2 separate regions of the Oryctolagus cuniculus genome follow, and region 1 is linked to region 2. A link is a contact called in public Micro-C data. All regions are on one chromosome and are shown on one strand. Each heading gives the region's core, a stretch centred on a gene start, on an enhancer-like site or on the middle of the called end of the contact. The rest is flanking DNA. Distances are from core to core; before and after follow the strand shown. Region 1 holds the start of INTS4 (integrator complex subunit 4). Region 2 holds the start of RSF1 (remodeling and spacing factor 1).

Evidence for each region. A called contact is a pair of places that touch in the nucleus more often than the background predicts.
Region 1: a Micro-C map of ear pinna shows a contact between it and region 2, with 4 times the contacts expected there. The contact joins the promoter of INTS4 here to the promoter of RSF1 in region 2. A contact is called at or near these places in 3 of 6 Hi-C or Micro-C datasets (ear pinna, psoas muscle and an unstated tissue).

Annotation. Positions count from the first base shown.
Region 1 is chr1:69,073,524-69,076,223 of mOryCun1.1, reverse strand. It overlaps INTS4 (integrator complex subunit 4), which reads left to right and starts at 1,281. Exons shown (of 24, transcript XR_011389552.1): 1 at 1,281-1,514.
Region 2 is chr1:68,935,119-68,937,818 of mOryCun1.1, reverse strand. RSF1 (remodeling and spacing factor 1) reads left to right here and starts at 1,420. Exons shown (of 17, transcript XM_017344448.3): 1 at 1,420-1,931. The coding sequence starts at 1,745. It overlaps AAMDC (adipogenesis associated Mth938 domain containing), which reads right to left and starts at 1,468. Exons shown (of 4, transcript XM_002708673.5): 1 at 1,129-1,468.

The DNA of each region.
Region 1 (2,700 bases), core at 32-2,531, 140 kb before region 2:
TGGCTTTAGATTGGCGCAGCTCCAGCCATTGCGGCCAACTGGGGAGTGAACCAGCAGATGGAAGACCTCTTTCTTTCTCTGCCTGCCCTTCTTTCTCTGTGCAACTCTTTCAAATAAATAAATGAATTTAAAAAAAAAAATCAGCTTGGGTTCTGTCTTAGACTGTAAGGCCTTGAAAGTAGGCTATCTTTCCACATTTCTGAGTCCTCTCTAGCTACTACAGCCTCTTGCTTTTTCTAAGTATCCTGCATCACCTTTTTCTTCTTTTTTTTTCCCTGCATCAACTTTTAAACGAACAAAACAATGAAGAACTAAAGTTTCCTGTAGATTATAAAACTTGCCCACGGATTTATTAACGCTAAACGCAGGTGCTGACTTCACAGTCTATACAAGGGTCCCACATATTCATTCCATTGTCTGCCAGGTTAGGTATTACCAGCGCATTTGTCCTCGCGACCACTTACTCATTCAGTGCCACAGCCTAGTCTGTGCGTGGGGAAGCTTTTTGGATGACCCTTGGTCTTGACATTCTTTTTTACTGTGTTGTAGCTTTCAGAGTAATTGATTCCTTGAAGGATGAATAACTTTAGAAAAACTGGTGGGAGCAGGAAAAGGCATCCCATAGGCTTGTGTGGTGGCGCAGCCAGCTGTTCCAGCTGCTCTCTTATCCAGTTCCCTGCTAATGCACCTGGAAAGGCAGCAGATGGCGGCTCAAGTGTTTGGACCCCTGCTACCCAAGTGGGAGATCCGGATGGAGTTCAGTGTTTCTGGCTTCAGCATGGCCCAGACCCCCAGACCTGGATGTTGTGGAAACTTAGGGAGTGAATCAGTGGATGGGAGATCTCTGTTACTCCTTCAGGCTCTCTCTCTGACTTTCATTTACATAAAAACTTAGGGCGAAAAGAAAAGAAAGACAAGGCACCACAGGGCAGGGGAGGAATATCGCAAGCTTGAACAAAGGCAAGGCACAGAAATAGCAAACACTGGGAACAGCAACAGACGACGGGACTGGCGGCTTAGCCTCTTTCCCTTATTTCGTGACCCAAAACTCTTATGGGGCTCCAAGTTGTGTTTCCAGCCTCGGTCGCCCCGCCCCGTTCCTTTGACTTGTATTTTCTTCCACCGCTTTGCTCTGCGCCAGTCTCTCCGTCACTCGGAGACCACCAGCGGGCCTCCGAAAGGGCTGATTGGCTCAGCCTCCTTTTCAGTCCCGCCTCCTTCGGCCTGAGGCCCCGCCCCCTGCGCGCTACGCTCTCGGTTTTTTCGTTCTTCCGGCGCAGGCGTCATCAGCGGCCCAGTCTGGCGCTACAGCTGTCGAGCAGCAGGAAGCGGCCTCTCTTTCCTCAGATCCCGCTGCCTTGTGGGATCGCGGCGGGTTCCTCTCGTCCAGAAGGGTTTCCGGGTTTCTCCAGCCCCGCATCTGTCGCTGAGTACGGAAGCTGAAAGGGTCCGCGGGCAGCATGGCGGCGCACCTCAAAAAGCGGGTGTATGAGGAGTTCACTAAAGTTGTTCAGGTAAGTCCTGGCAGGAAGGGTCCCGGTAGCCGTCGAGGGTGGGGAAGCCATCCGGGCCTCAGGCAATCTGCCCGAAGAGGCGCCAGGAGTCTGTGTGGAGTGCCGACGACTTGATAGGCTGAGACTGCACGGTAGTGGGCGTGTTAGTTTGCAGTCGCTGTTGTTATCAGCATGTGTAACCTGACATGTTTCTTAGAAGAAACAAATCATGCTTTACAGTTTACAGAACTCTCCTGTTATTTCTTTCCCACACAGCCTAGCTAGATGGGGTTACGTTAGCATCCTCGGTGGACATTGCGGCTAACGGACGGGTGCAAAGCCGCTTCCACAGAAGCGCCCAGGGGAAAGTTGGGCTGTAAGCAAAGCTCTAAGGGGCTGGAAAAGGGGTCTGTAGAGTTCCTCACGGTCGGATAAGAGCAGGCGAGGGTGACAGGCATCGTCTTCACTGGGAGGGAGCTGTTACCTGGGAAGGAGGGCAGTGCCCTCGTCCCTTTGGAGTTCTCAGTGACGCTCCATGGGTCTCCACACGGATATCGCTAAAGTAGAGGCTGGTGCCGAGGCATCCTTGTGTCCTACTTCTCCAGTCACCCGAGGATTTTGTTAGACTATACATGCTATTAAGTCAATCATTTGGGGGAGTGAGGCAGGACTTTGCATTTCTGACAAGCCCCCAACTCGTGCGGGAGGATCAGCAGCATCCTTAGGGCTTTAGGTTTGTAGACTAGCAAAGTGTAGACCATCCAGCAGGAAGTTGATCCCTCTATTTTTTTTTTTTTTTTAAGATTTTATTTATTTATTTGAGAGGTAGAGTTACAGTCAGAGGGAAAGACAGAGAGAAAGGTCTTCTGTCTCTGGTTCATTCCGCAAATGGCAGCATGTGGCTAGAGCTAGGCTGATCTGAAGCCAGGAGTCAGGAGCTTCTTGCCAGTCTCCCACACACCTGCCGGGGCCCAAGGACTTGGGCCATCCTCTGTTGCTTTCCCAGGCCACAGCAGAGAGCTGGATCGGAAGAGGGGTAGCCAGAACATGAACCGGTGCCCATAGGGGATGCCAACGCACAGGCATAGGCTTAGACTACTACACCACATCACCCGTCCCACAGTGACCACACTAATTCAATTCTTTTCTAAGATTTTTATTTGAGAGGTAGAGTTACAGACAGTGAGAGGGAAAGACAGAGATCTGC
Region 2 (2,700 bases), core at 171-2,670:
TTGGTGTTGCAGAGAGCAGATTAACCTGCTATGGCACAATGCCAGCCCTACACTTTAATTTCTTACATTAGTATTTCTTGAACTGGAATATTCAGAAGTATCTGTCAAGTTTCAATTTTTTTTCCTTTAAAAGGGGTGTGTGTATTAAGAATTACTAATCTAAGTAATAAATTCCTCTTACAAAATAGAATTTTTCTCTTTTGATAAATAAGTTTTTCTTTATATATAGAGAATGATAAAGACCAATGTGGTTTCACTCTCTTTTCCATTTTTTCCCTGGCAACACAGAAAAAAATTAATGTTTAACTACGTAATTATATTCTGAGTTCCTGATACAATTATTTGCCCACATACTTATCTTCCTTTAATCATATATTCCTATGTTGTGTTTTGTGTTGCATCTTTTTAGAAGTAAGTTTTCAGTGCACTCTGAAAATGTCGGTTCAACATAATAAACTGTACAGTTAAATGAATACAGCTGGATTCTGTGTAAATTAATCCCTGACAGCAACAACTAGTATTTAAGAACATGCAGGGGCATTGTCTAATCACTTTACTGTGAATTATCTGGTAAAACCTTATAAGGTAGGTACTGTATTATTACCCACTTTAGCAAAGGTCCAAGAAATGGCGAAAGTTGACGAGGTCCTAAAGCGGTCCAGCTGTGGCTCGTCTGGCTGAATCCAAGCCTCCTATGCATAATGTATCTGACTTCTCCAGTTTCACATTCTACTCTACTCTACATAATTGATGGTTTTCTCGGAGGCTCTCCGTGGGAGAACACCCACCGCTACTCCTAACGGAGTGGAAGCCCGTCCGTCACACGCTCCTCGCCGTCCCACCGTCTCCTCTCCGTGGGTCCTAGCCCCGGCTCCGACCCTGGCTCCCACAGAGCCCCTTCCCCTCACCCCCGGCAACGACACCAGAGTCGCCGCGCAGAGCCGGACTCTTTCGGACCCCCTCTCCCGGCAGGGTCCCCAGAGTCGCGCTGCTCATGCTCTTCAGCAGCCGGCAATATCCCTCAGCAAACTTTGGCGACTTTGTACAAAAATGGCCCACGCCAAGCCATGTCCAAGGCGCCTACCCACAGCTCGCTTTCCCAACGTCCTCCCACAATCGTGCTTTTACCTGCTACTCTTTCTGCTTCTCATTCGGTTCTCAACTTTCCTCTCCTCGTAGCCCGCTTTGAGTCCCTGGATGCCCCTGCAAACTCACCCAACGCCTTCTCTTCTGGGTGGCTTCTCACAGGGCCCCGCACTCGCCCTCTCACCTCGGAGAGTCCTCTCGATCCCGCGAGGCCCTCCCTGACCACCCGGCCTGCAGTCAGCCTTCCGGCCGGCCGGAACCCAGCCCCGCCCCCTCCACGCCTATTGGCCAGGCTCTCGAAAGTCCCGCCCCTCCGGCCCGCCTCCCCGCCCCGCTTCCCTTGTTTTCATTCCCCCTGTCACACGAGGCAGTGGCAACCCGAAGTGGGAGGGGAGACGTAGAGGGAGGGAAGGGGGAGGAAAGAGGGCGGAAAGTGAAAGGCACGGAGCGCCTCTCTGTCCCCCGTCTGACGCGGTTCTCGACTGCTCCGGGCCGCCGTTGTATTGTGGGATCGCGGCGCAGTCCCTGAGACGCTCGGATCCGCAGGGGAGCCCCCTCGAGAGCGCCTCCTGTCGTCCGTAAGGCTGCCCTGCCATTCCTTGGCACCCCCAACTCCCCCCACCCCCCCATCGCCGCCTCCTCCATCCTCCAGTTCAAAATGGCGACGGCGGCGGCAGCGGCGGCGGCGATGGCTCCTCCGGGCTGCCCGGGTTCGTGCCCCAACTTCGCCGTAGTCTGCTCCTTCTTGGAGCGCTACGGGCCGCTGCTGGACCTGCCTGAGTTGCCGTTCCCCGAGCTGGAGCGGGTGCTGCAGGCGCCGCCGCCGGACGTCGGCCACGGAGAAGGTAAGCGAGGGGCCCCGAACGCCCGGCGGGAAGCGGCCCTGGCGTGCTCCTTCTCTCCGCTGCTCTCAGACACCCTGGGCCCTCGCAGCTCAGTCTCCCCCCCACCCCGGGGCGCAGCTCCGCGGGGCCCTCTTCTCCGCCCAGCCGCCGGGGTCTTGGGCAGTGGGGAGGCGGGGCGGAGGCCCCCTAGGGCCACTGTGTCCGGCGCGGAGCTGAGGTGGGGGCGTCTCGGGCTAGGTGTGGGCTGGGGGCGGGGAGGGGTCATTGTGCCGGCCGGCGGCCCCCGGGACGGCTCCCCCGCCGCGGGGGCCGGCCCCCCACCCCTTCTCCCGCTAGGTGGCGGGGGAAGGGGAGCGCAGGTTCCGGCCAGCTTTGCGCTTTTCTCCTCCTCCCCTCCTTGCCTTCTTCCCCTCCTCCCACCAGTCCTCCAGTCCGTCTCGGGGGAGGCTGGGTCCTTCTCTGGGCGCCCCCTTATCTCCCTCCTCCTGGGTGGGCGGGGGGCCTGGGGACACTCAACTCTCCCTCCCTTTGGTTGGAACACCCAGACAGAGTGGGCTCCTCTCTGCCCCTGGAGGGCTGGTTTAACCCCCAAAACTCCTTCCTCTGGAGTGGGGAGGTCCGCTCCTCCCCCAGGGCAGGGGGCTCCTCCTTCGTTCTGCTGTAGGGTGGCTAAGTCGGTTCAGCGTCTTCACTTCGGAAAGGAGAGGGTTAATTCCTCCTCCTCCAGTTTTCCTCCTCCCTTTCCCCACCTCCCCCAAATAATAGAAAA